Regions from separate parts of the Sus scrofa genome. Here regions 1, 3 and 4 are each linked to region 2. Evidence: chromatin contacts called from public HiChIP or PLAC-seq data. All regions are on one chromosome and are shown on one strand. Each heading gives the region's core, a stretch centred on a gene start, on an enhancer-like site or on the middle of the called end of the contact. The rest is flanking DNA. Distances are from core to core; before and after follow the strand shown. Region 1 has its middle 67 kb from the start of CNGA3. Region 2 holds the start of LOC100524554 (cytochrome c oxidase assembly factor 5). Region 3 overlaps KIAA1211L. Region 4 overlaps LOC110259978 (a long non-coding RNA gene).

Evidence for each region. HiChIP or PLAC-seq counts read pairs in DNA pulled down with a chosen protein or histone mark.
Region 1: a contact with region 2 is called in an H3K27ac HiChIP or PLAC-seq map of alveolar macrophages, with 8 times the contacts expected there. The contact joins the enhancer-like site here to the promoter of LOC100524554 in region 2. A contact is called at or near these places in 3 of 5 promoter capture datasets (fetal liver, fetal skeletal muscle and liver), 24 of 47 Hi-C or Micro-C datasets (blood, brain, embryonic fibroblasts and 13 more) and 2 of 2 datasets of contacts at active chromatin or transcription factors (alveolar macrophages and skeletal muscle).
Region 3: a contact with region 2 is called in an H3K27ac HiChIP or PLAC-seq map of alveolar macrophages. The contact joins the enhancer-like site here to the promoter of LOC100524554 in region 2. A contact is called at or near these places in 4 of 5 promoter capture datasets (fetal liver, fetal skeletal muscle and liver), 29 of 47 Hi-C or Micro-C datasets (adipose tissue, alveolar macrophages, blood and 15 more) and 2 of 2 datasets of contacts at active chromatin or transcription factors (alveolar macrophages and skeletal muscle).
Region 4: an H3K27ac HiChIP or PLAC-seq map of alveolar macrophages shows a contact between it and region 2. The contact joins the enhancer-like site here to the promoter of LOC100524554 in region 2. A contact is called at or near these places in 17 of 47 Hi-C or Micro-C datasets (alveolar macrophages, blood, embryonic fibroblasts and 9 more) and 2 of 2 datasets of contacts at active chromatin or transcription factors (alveolar macrophages and skeletal muscle).

Annotation. Positions count from the first base shown.
Region 1 is chr3:55,868,135-55,870,834 of Sscrofa11.1, forward strand. No RefSeq gene overlaps it. Among named protein-coding and RNA genes, the nearest start is that of CNGA3, 67 kb to the right of the region's middle. Within about 2 kb of position 1,372, at least 7 of the 83 cell types and tissues checked have an H3K27ac peak or open chromatin away from gene starts, as enhancers often do. A contact at or near this core is called in alveolar macrophages, fetal liver and liver, where this site is marked.
Region 2 is chr3:55,675,790-55,678,489 of Sscrofa11.1, forward strand. LOC100524554 (cytochrome c oxidase assembly factor 5) reads left to right here and starts at 1,253. Exons shown (of 3, transcript XM_005655200.3): 1 at 1,253-1,471. The coding sequence starts at 1,373. UNC50 (protein unc-50 homolog) reads right to left here and starts at 1,206. Exons shown (of 7, transcript XM_013987864.2): 1 at 1,058-1,206; 2 at 1-25. The coding sequence starts at 21.
Region 3 is chr3:55,455,767-55,458,466 of Sscrofa11.1, forward strand. KIAA1211L reads left to right here. Exons shown (of 12, transcript XM_021087220.1): 7 at 1-40. Among named protein-coding and RNA genes, the nearest start is that of KIAA1211L, 110 kb to the left of the region's middle. Within about 2 kb of position 1,350, at least 6 of the 83 cell types and tissues checked have an H3K27ac peak or open chromatin away from gene starts, as enhancers often do. A contact at or near this core is called in alveolar macrophages, where this site is marked.
Region 4 is chr3:55,547,274-55,549,973 of Sscrofa11.1, forward strand. The region is part of intron 2 of LOC110259978 (a long non-coding RNA gene); the gene reads left to right. Among named protein-coding and RNA genes, the nearest start is that of MGAT4A, 16 kb to the right of the region's middle. Within about 2 kb of position 1,433, at least 2 of the 83 cell types and tissues checked have an H3K27ac peak or open chromatin away from gene starts, as enhancers often do. A contact at or near this core is called in alveolar macrophages, where this site is marked.

The sequences.
Region 1 (2,700 bases), core at 122-2,621, 190 kb after region 2:
ATTCAAGGTTCAGGACAAATTCAAGCACACACTGAGGTATGGTGTCTGATTTTCAGGTCCAAGCCCATGTACAAAGACAGGGTCAATAGCCAAAGCCTATGACCAGGTTTACATCTGATTACAGTCCAAAAATCAGGTCAAGGTCTAGGTCTGAGTTCTGGCTTCAAGTCCAGGTTTAAGATTCAGGTGCAAGGTCTAAAGTTTACTTCCAATGTTCAAGTTCAGGGTTTGGTTCAAGGCCCATGACTATTTTTGAGGTCTGACACTCATATCTAAGGTTGAGGTACCAAAGTGTAGGTCAGATTTGAGAGGTTGAGGGGAGACTAGCCAAGATGGCAGAGTAGAAAAATCCTGAGCTCATTTCCTCTCAGGAGCTCACTAAAATCACAACTATTTGCACTGATGAAAAAGACTAAAACCTATCAGAAATGATCTTTTACAACTAAAGACATAGGAAGGAAGCACAACTAGACAGGAGAGGTGGACTCGAGATATAATCAAACCCTATACTCGTGGGCAACCCACACACTGGAAAATAATTATATTGCAGAGGTTCTCCCACAGGAGTGAGAGTTCTGAGCCCCAACTAAGGCTCCCTAGCCTGGGCGTCCTGAACCAGGAAGAGGAGTCCCCAGAGCATTTAGCTTTGAAAGCCAGCAGGGCTTAATTTCAGGAGCCCTAAAGGACTGGACAGAATAGAGACTTCACTCTTTCTTTCTCTCCTTCCTTCTTTCTTGGCCACACCTTCAGCATATGGAAGTTCCTGGGCTAGGGATCGAATCGGAGCTGCAGCTGAGTCCCATACCACAGCCACGGCAACACCAGAGCTGAGCCACATCTGTGCCCTATGCCGAAGCTTGGGGCAATGTGAGATCCTTAAAGCACCAAGGGACGTCAGGGACGGAACAAATCCGCATCCTTACATCCTTAACCTGCAGAACCACAAGGGCTCTGAACTCCGAGACTTCAGTCTTAAAAGCTGCATACAAAACCTCTCACCTACGCCAGGACCCAGGGCAAAAGCAGTATTTGATAGGAGCCTGAGCCAGACCTACTTGCTGGTCTTGGAGAGTCTCCTGGAGAGGAGGGGTGAGTCGTTCAGCTGTGGCTTACCTGGGCGACATAGACACTGGCAGCAATGCTTGGGAGCATTCAACCAGGTGAACACGCCTGGTAGCTGCCATCTTGGCTAGTTGACCTCAGGGCCTGGCGCCACCCAACCATCTCATTCAACCGCCTATAGGTGCCAGTGTTGGGAAGCCTCAAGCATAGTCCCACCCACTAACAGACTGGCCGCCTAAAGACTTTCCCAGCCCACAGCTGCCTCTAGACACGCCCCTAGAAACGGCCCTGCCTACCAGAGGGCCCAGACCCAGCTCCACCCACTAGTGGGTGGCACCAGTCCCTCCCTTCAGAAAGCCTGCTCTGGCCTCTGCACCAACCTCACCCACCTGGGGCAGACACCAGACGCCAGAAACCCACAATCTAGGCTCCAAAAGCCACTTGCTTTTCTTTGCAGAGAAGAGGCTGCAGAGCTGAGAAGCCCTCCGGAGTGCTCCTTCTGTTTTTTCAGATTCCCTGTCTTGCACCAGAGCCCTCTGCAAACCATCTGTGCCCCAGCGGCGCTATGCAAACCCCATGAGTCTGGCAATTACATGGCATTTTAAAAAACTTTTCTGGAGGGCTCTGGGAGTGTTGCTGGGCTTCAGGAGTGGTTCTCAGAGGCTTCCCCCGCTCGATGGTGTTTGTGTGCAGTTGAGCAAGAGGCAACATCCAGCGGGGTGGGGAGTGAGAGTGGGGGTGGGTGGACAAGTGTTGCTCAAGTTGCTCGCGCGTGATCTTGGAAGGCAGGCTGGACCCGGGGTGCAAAGTGGAATGCTCCTGTTTAAGACCAAGATGGCAGGATATTTCTCGTTTTAAATAGAAAGGAGAGGGGTGCCCCTGCACTCTTGTAATAACTGCAGGCTACAAGGGTGTCCATAGATTCTGGTATTTAGGGTATTTTCTTTTGTGTATTAAAACAATGCTGCACTAAACATTTGTGCAAGTCTCTGGGTACACAAATGTGGAAGCTATCCTATAATATGGAGCCAGAAGTAGGGTTGCTAGGCAACAGGGATGAGTTATCAACTTTTCTAGACAGAGTCACACCCTGAACTTCAGAGAAGCATTTTTCTTCCCCCTTTTACTCATCATGAATTGCAATTCTCCTCTTCCTCAGGGTCTCCAGACCCAGAGAAGGAAGCTGCCTTGGCTTCTATTTGATAGAAACATGGCAGGAGAGTCTGAGAGGAACACGTTTGCCTGATGAAGTTACAAGAGATTCCTGGCCCTGCTTAATGTTGGGAGTTGGTAGCCTCAGATGTCTGAGGGCCAGGGCTTCAGGGGGATGGAGCAGGTCTCTCCCATATTGAATCAGTTGAGTTAAATATTTTCAGATGATCTTTATACTGGTTACTGCCAAGATATCTTTTGTTTAGCCCTGCTGGTTCCTTGAGGTCTGGCTACTTTGGGGCTTTCTAAGCTTGAGGCACTGGAAGCTTCGCTAGCTTGGGTTCCCCAGAGCCAAAGCTCCAGCCTGCTCCTCTGAGGTCCTATCACCTCTCCCTGCCCCCCAACAGTTCCGCCAGGGAACCTGCATCAGTCATAACTTGAGTGGTGCCCACCAACGTTTTCTTCCTTTCTTCTCAGAGACTGAGA
Region 2 (2,700 bases), core at 3-2,502:
CACTGAAGTACTTGGTAACATCTTCCTAGATGGAAGAGAAAAAACTCTTTTACAAGTTATCCGAAGGAATGGCTGGCTAGCACCCCTCTTCTGAATTATTTAGGTGGGAGATCACTTTACATTTGGGCTCGGATCCTTAAGAAGAGGGCTTAAAAGGGGATGCAGGTGGTTTTGAGGCCGGTTTGGGGGCTGGAGAACTGATTACACTTCAGGCAAGGGCTGCCCCACGCCCTTCTGAACTGTTACACGGTCCATCCATTCCCCACACTTCGCTTCCCTAGATCCTCAACCACGGTCCCAGCGAGCTACTGCTGAGAGCGACAACGGAGGCGCTGGAGGATGAAGTGACCCTCTTAAGAGCAGAGCTAGTGTTGGAAACAAACTTCCAACTCACGTACTCTGGCTCAAAATTCCACCCTTCAATTTTTGCTCTTAACCAACTAAGGCTTTTAGGGGAAAGCCTTTGCTTAAGCCAAACAGAAACCATGTTATGGACGAGGTAAAATAAATGCCCTATCAGACAGGTCCATCAGTGTATAACCAGCACGTAATTCATTCCCTAGAATGTGATGTCAAAACAAACCAAAACTCCAAAGTAAGTGGTTTAGGTGGGGAATGACAGCGTGGGAGTCCAGCCCCCACGCTCCGTGCCAGCAGCTCAGTGCCCAGTTTCACGCCCCAGGCCACCGGGACGCCAGCAGCGCCTTCCAGGCCCAGCTGCTTCCCGCTGACCCGGGCCGCGGATAGAACGGCCAGATTAAGCATAAAAACACTGGGCGCCCAGTTACATCTGGATTTCAAATACAGGAGTAATTTTTAGTATAAGCAGGTCCCAAACACTACGTGGCACATACGCATAGCAAAACATTACTGAATTATCTGAAATTCAACTGTAACTGGCCTCCTTGATTTTGCCTGGCAGTCCTACCACAGGCCGAGCAGCCGGACCTGGGCGCGGTCACTCTAGGGCCAGGTGACCCAGGGCAGTGAGACGGCAGAGGAAAAGGCCCGGGGCGAGCCCAAGACGTGCGCGGAACCGACGATCGGCAGGTCTCACCTAGAGCCCCGCGGCGACCTCCACCCGCTCCAAACTGACCCAGCACATCCGCGCAGCAGCCGAGCTCAGCAGCCGCTGGACCAACTTCCCTTTCAGCAACGTCGGCGACGCTGGAGGCGCACCACGTCACGTGACCCAGTTTCGCCGCGCGTGCGCAAGCGCGGCCTCTGGGTCTCGCCCTCCAAAGCGCGCTCGCCGGAAGTGGTTGCTGCCGGCTTCCGGTTCCGCCCTGTGCGGGGTCGCTGGCGTCTTACCGTGTCGGGCTCGGTTGCAGACTCGTGTGTGTCCCGGCCGCGGCGGGCGGGAGGCGCGGTCATGCCTCGGTATTACGAGGACAAGCCGGAGGGCGGCGCGTGCGCGGGCGTGAAGGAGGACCTGGGCGCGTGTCTGTTGCAGTCGGACTGCGTGCTCCAGGTAGCGCGGCCGGGGGCTCGGGGTGACCGAAGCCCGAAGCGGGAGGCGGGGCCGGCGAAGGGCCCCGCTCAGGCCGCTGGCGGTTAAAAGACGTGCCTCTGAGTTCTCCGACCTGGGTATTGAGCGCCGCAACAACTTAATGAATTTGGGCAAATCCGCTGTCTAAGCCTCACTTTCCAACGGTGTGAAATTGGAGATAAAGATACCTCCCTATTGGTTTTTGTAAAAGGGAAACCGTTTCAGTTGCGAAAATAGGCATTGAATGCTGCCACTCTGCTAGGTTTTGGAGGCATGAAGGAGAATAGACAGGTTTCCTATTCAACTGATAAGAATCAGTAAGTTAGAGCTTGGCACACTGTGTTGGCTAGTAGCTTCGTTTTTCTCTGTTCAGTTGTGGCTGAAAAGATACTATGTTTTGCCTTGTGTTGGTTAGAATTTGTTGTTGAGCTGGAGTTCCGTGCACTCCTGGGTAAGTTGTAAGCGCCTTTTCTCCACTTTGTATCTTAGAGCTCCCCCTACTGCTGGTTTTGTGCGGTAATGGAAGGTTATTCTCAGGTTTTTCCGTCACTACAGCCACAGCTCTTCTCAGGAGCCAATTTGAATGCAGTGGGTTTCAGAGCTGACGGGGGAGCTGGGTTCTGGCCTGAAAACCAATTAAAGCACAAAAACATTTTCCAATTAAAACAGCCTGGTGAGAGGGTAGTCAGTAATTATTTTTGCATTTGGAGATATGATTTCAGAAAGTTGCCCTCGGAGTTCCCATTGTGGCTCAGCGGGTAACAAACCCGACAAGTATCCTTGAGGCTCGGGTTCCATCCCTGGCCTTGCTCATTGGGTTAGGTATCCGGCGTTGCTCTGAGCTGTGGTGTTGGTCCCGGACTCGCCTCGGATCCTGTGTGGCTCTTGATTCGACTCCTACCCTGGGAACTTAAGTGTGCCACTCGTGGGGCCCTTAAAAAAAAAAAGAAGAAGAAAAAGGTTGCCCTTATTTCAAAGAAAAAAATAACTACCCCCAGAGGTTATATCAGGTGTTTCTACTGATTTCTGCTTTACGTTTGGTTCCCTGATTGGGGCGGTTGGCCAGACTGGCCTCCCGGTGTCTGGTAAAACTTCAGAGCAGATATGAATGTAAGAGATTATCTGTACAACTTGGTCATTCAGCTGAGGAGACTGAGGTGCCCTGTCCCCGGCTGTTTCCTTCCTGCTGCTTCATTGGTGCATGTATTCAG
Region 3 (2,700 bases), core at 100-2,599, 220 kb before region 2:
GTCCCTGCTGCACGACCTGGGTCCTGGAACCACCATAAAGGCAAGTGCAGCCCCCCCCCGCCCCCCCACCAGCTTCTCCATCCACACCCCCCACAGAGGGCAGCCAGGGACCCTGCTTGCCCCGGTGAATTCCCCTAAGGTTCCCGTGGCTGAGTCATGGTCAGTGCCACTAGAAGGCATCCCACGGGGTCACCAGAACCTGCCGTCAGCCCTCGGGCTGTGTGGATTTTCATTCTTTGAGCAGAAATTCAGGTCTGGTTAGGAGATATGGTTTGGATAACATTTTTCATGGCAGTTAGAGGTCTGATACAATCACCATGATACCTCGTTTTTCCTGCCTGAGCGGATGACCAGACCAGGTGTCTGACCTAAACGAAGGAGAACAGCTCTGATCTGTTGTCTGTCATCATGACATTTGGCCGAAGGGGGAGGGGGCCGGGAACACCCTTGACTTCGTCTAGGCTCCCATAGCCGAGTTTAGGACGATGAGAACTTGCTGGTTTAGGGGTGGGAATGTGAGGCATGGCGCTGATAGACGGCAACAGGGAAAGTTTGACAAGAAGGTGGGGGGTTTCTGACCTCAGCAGGGTGGGGAGCTGATCCCAGAAGGCACCCTCCCCCTTCGCCGTCCAGGAAGAGGACTTAAGCTTTTTTGTGTATAAACAGTGAGGCTCCTGGTGCCACCATTATGATACAATATGTATCATTTATGAACCCAAGTACAGAAAGAATAAAGCAGATGGTCATTTTCCCCCTGCAGACGAGCCTCGCTGTGGGGTGGATGGAGTTGGAGTTATTGGTATCCTGGTCTGTTCGTAGAGCTCCCGCCCCACCCCCCTTGGTGTGCCCTGGCCGAGGGCCATGCTCAGAGAAGCCCTGCAGATTCTGGGCTGCTCAGAAACATATTCTGGGGTCACTTTGACTCCCACATCCGGAAGCCCCCCTGCAAAGGTGGGAGAAGGGGTATTTACCTGACTCAGGTGCAGTTTTGGGTTCCCAGAGCACCACGGACGGAAGGCAGAGGAAAGGGTGTGGTGTGGCCCAGGGTGAATACGCCCAGGAAGAGGGTTCCTGCACCGCAGGCTAGAGAGGGACTCACTCGAGAATGCGGTCTTCAGGGTCCAGGGGCCGGTCAGAGGCCTGGGCCACCCAACCCCTCTCCCACCTCACCAAGAAGGAGGAGAAGATGAAGAGGAAGGTGGCCCATTGCCTGGACTCAGGCCCTCCCTGCACCCCTAACACCTTCACACACTGAAGGGGAAAGCTGACAGGCTGATGGCTGTCTAGGGTGTCATCGTCATGTGACACGCACATCTTTGCAGCCTCAAGGGCAGATGTGACTTTGTGTGTCATGGGCCATGTGGTCGGGGACGTCTCTGTGAGCCATAGTTAATGGACTCACCCTCATGCCTCCCCCACCCTGACCCGGTTCTCTGACTCCCCCAGCATCGTGGACCTCTCCCTTTAGCTGGAAAGGATGGTACAGGAGAGCCAGTAGCTTCTAAGTCTGTTTACTAAAGCATGAGCCCAGCTCCAAACCTGCAAAGTGCCGTGATGCCCAGACTCCACAGTCAGTGCCTGGGAGCCACGCATACGGGCTCACTGTGTCCTTCTCAACCTCTCTCCTTTGCTGTGAAGTTATTTTTTTTTTCAAGGTTCTTGAGATTTTTATCAATTATTGGGCAATAGGAACAATCCTCTAGCTTCATAGGAAACCAAAAGTAAGCCTTTCTAAGACTTAAAAAATATGATCTTTATCATCATGGTTTTGAAGGTACTGTGTCTGTATTTGGCACCCTGAAAGTTTTAGGGGTACAGAAGGGCAATTGAGAGGGGGAAACAATGCACCCTTTAAAATGTGTTTATATAACACATGGTATTTGATATAATGGTACCTTAAACCCCAAAAGGGTGGGATTGTGGGCTGATTTCCTTTTCCTGTTGTGACACCTTTTGCTGGCTACATACTTGAACAGAGAAACATAATGAAGATTATTATGAAAAAAAAAGGTATTCAGTAACAAGTATTTGATGACACTGACAAGGTGACATATCCTGATGGAATGAGTTTTTCAGGAAATTCAGGGAATTATTTTTATTTTATTTATTTATTTATCTTTTGTTCTTTGAGGGCTGCACCCATGGCACATGGAGGTTCCCAGGCTAGGGTTTGAATCAGAGGTGTAGCCACCAGCCTACACCACAGTCACAGCAACGCCGGATCCTTAATCCACTGAGCAAGGTCAGGGATTGAACCTGAATCCTCATGGATACTAGTTGGGTTCGTTAACCACTGAGCCACGATGGGAACTCTGTATTTTTCAGAAAAATCTCACCGTCACATGAGGTAGCAACTGTGATGAAATGGGTTTAGTGATGTTTAAGGTAAAATTACATCTCAGAGGTCCTTGTCTAGGTTTTCTGCCCTTAAGTAGGAAACATGGGATAGTGGGTGGCAAAGGGACAGGTCTGACTTGCTCTGGATGATGAGGGAACTGGGAGCCAGCACAGCTCTGGTGGCAAAAGGTGACGTACCCACCACTGCAGGCAAGGCTCTGGGCTGGATCCGTCATCTCTGGGATCTGTGTCCCCAGAGGACTTGGAGGGGATTGGGTGGGATCCGGCAAGTCTGTGTCCCATCCACCCTCCAACCACCAGACCTGCCCAACCCCCACTCCATCCCCATGTGCTGCCCTCTAG
Region 4 (2,700 bases), core at 183-2,682, 130 kb before region 2:
TTAGTGTGATAATCTCTAGATCCATGTATATTGCTGCAAATGGCATTATTTCATTCTATTTTTATGGCTGAGTAGTATTGCATCGTGTAAATGTACCATATCTTCTTTTTCCATTCATCTGTTGATGGACATTTAGGTGATCTCCACATCTTGGATATTGTAAATTGTGCTGCTATGAACATTGGGGCACATGTATCTTTTCATCAATTATTTTAAAAACATTCTTTAGTGGCACAACATTGTAAACCAACTATACTCAAATAAATTAAAAAATAAAAATAAGTAATAAAACATCCTTTAAGCATTCATGTACCAGGCCTCACTTATGCTTTGGTCTGGGCGCAGAGAGTGTGTGACCTGGAGGTAGGGGGCGGGGGTAGGGGAAAAAGAAAGAGAATGAGTCAGGCCCAATGACTGGAAGGAATATGCAGACCCAGGAAAAGGCCGGAAGCGGGCTGCAGCCTGTGGACAGGTCAGCACCACTCACCCTCACCTTGAGCTGGGTTCCTGTGTACAGCCTTGCCCCGCTGCTTCCTCCTCTCTCAGGATACACCCCTCCTCTGTCCCCCTCACTCTAGCCCCCTTGGGTGCAGTGGAAAGACTCAGAATATTGAGTTTCAGTCTTAGGTGGCCCTTCGCCAGGTATATGATCTTGGCCAAGATGCTCTACTGCTCTGAATGATCATTCTTTTATGTGCAAGGAAGTACCTGGCCAGAGGGGCTTTAGGATTCCTCCTAGCTTCAGGGGTCCCCACTTCTGGGCTTGTGATGTTGGCAGATTTCCCAGCTCACCTCCATAACTCTTTGCCCTGGAGCAAGTGATGTTGAACTTAGCCCATGTCACTCTAACATGAGCCAGTCTAAACATAAAAGGAATGTTTGAAAGCTTTCTACAATTATATTTGGTTTCTGCAAAATCCCTAAGACTCTGTAAGACCATTGCCGTGGTTGGGGGAGGTCAGCATCACGGTCAAGGGTACAGACACCTGCAGGTCTCCTGGGCCATGTTCTAGCCTAGCCACTTTCTAGTTTTGGGAATTTAGGCAAGTTATTGAATGTCTCTTGCCTTGGTTTCCTGCTGTGTAAACAGGCAAAATGAGAGTCCCAAACTTTTAGTGTCATTGTGAAGATTAAATTAATTAATATGTGTACATTTCTTCATGTGATGCTTGGAAGAGTGAGAATGTTCTGGGAATGCTAGCTCTATTTACTCTTATTTCATTCTTATTTGCAATTATAGAAAAATAGCAGAGGCATAGGAATGGCTCAGAATACTAAGCTGTCAAGTCCAAAAGGAGACTCTCAGTAGAATGGAGCTTGTGATGGGGGCGATGACCATTTATCATTAGATCCCCTTTCTCTTGCTCTTCAAATGTGTCTGATCTTAGAAACAAAGCAAAATGACTCCACTCTATTCCTACAAAGCAAGCCCAAGCTGCCTTCACTTCCTTGCCACCCACTCATCCTGGCAAATGGCCATGGAGCCTTTGCTGACCTACTCTGAAATGTCCCTTGTGAAGGTGGCCAGTGAACTCGTTGATAAACCCAATGGTTCCTTCTCAGCCCTCATCTGTCCCCATCTTGCTGGCATCACCTACTCTTTCTGTTAAATTCTCATGTTCATGCCTGGCTCCTGCCAAAGGGCGACACGCCTGCATCTCTTAACAGCTCTGACTCAGGAGGGCCAACGTGGACGTCACCTGCCATCTGACCTTCTCCTTCCCTGTGATCTCTGCCTTGGTTTGGAAAGCTGCCTTTGGCCCCATCACTGGCCTCACAATCTCAAGGCCACTTTTGCCCTCTTCTCAGCTGGCCCTATAGCAGCTCTCCATTAGGATGGATTAACTCTTGCCTGGAATACACACACCCACACACCCACAACCTGCTGCCACCCACTGTGCTGCCTACCACCAGGAGGACCTCCTGACCCTACCCTCTAACCAGTCACTCTCCAGAACTTCCAATGACTTCATATCATCTACTGAGTCAAATCCAAACTCCTACGCCAGCACCAAATCCCCCAACATCCTCCCCTGCAAAAAACACTGACTCCAAACCCCAATCCTTCTTGGCAACCTCATTTCTTGCTCTATTCCCGCCCTTACCTCTCACCCAAAACAAACTGAAGACCTGAGTTCAATTGTGTGTTCCAGAATACCATAAGCCCTCAGCAAACATTTGATGAACAGGAAATAAATATTATATGTTGTCAGATGGCAACTATAGCAAAGGCTGAAGTTCATGAGGAAGAAGCTTCCTAAATATTTGTTCTTCTCTGCAGAGGCCAAGATGATGACTTTTCCCTTAGTGCTAGGAAGAAGAAGAAATTGGCACATCATTCATGGCAAGTTTGAAGCTTTCACTTGAGAAGAACAGTTATTTCAGGTTGCTGGGGAGGAGGAACTTTCACAATTACAATAATATTTGACTGTAAAATGGAATGCCCCTTTATAGGAGGGCAATTGGAACAGTAAATTATAAGGACCATTAGATGATTGAAAGCAACTTAAAAAAAAAAAAACTCTTATCTGATTTTTCTAATAAAGACTCAGTTCTCATTTGAGGCAAGTTCTTTTGGGCACTTTTCCAGTACAATTCCAATTTATTTTTCCATTAACTAGGAGTAGTTCTTATACTTTTTCATTATAAGCCCATGGTGCCACATCCTAGTAGAAATTTCAGAGTCCCACTCCTCAATAT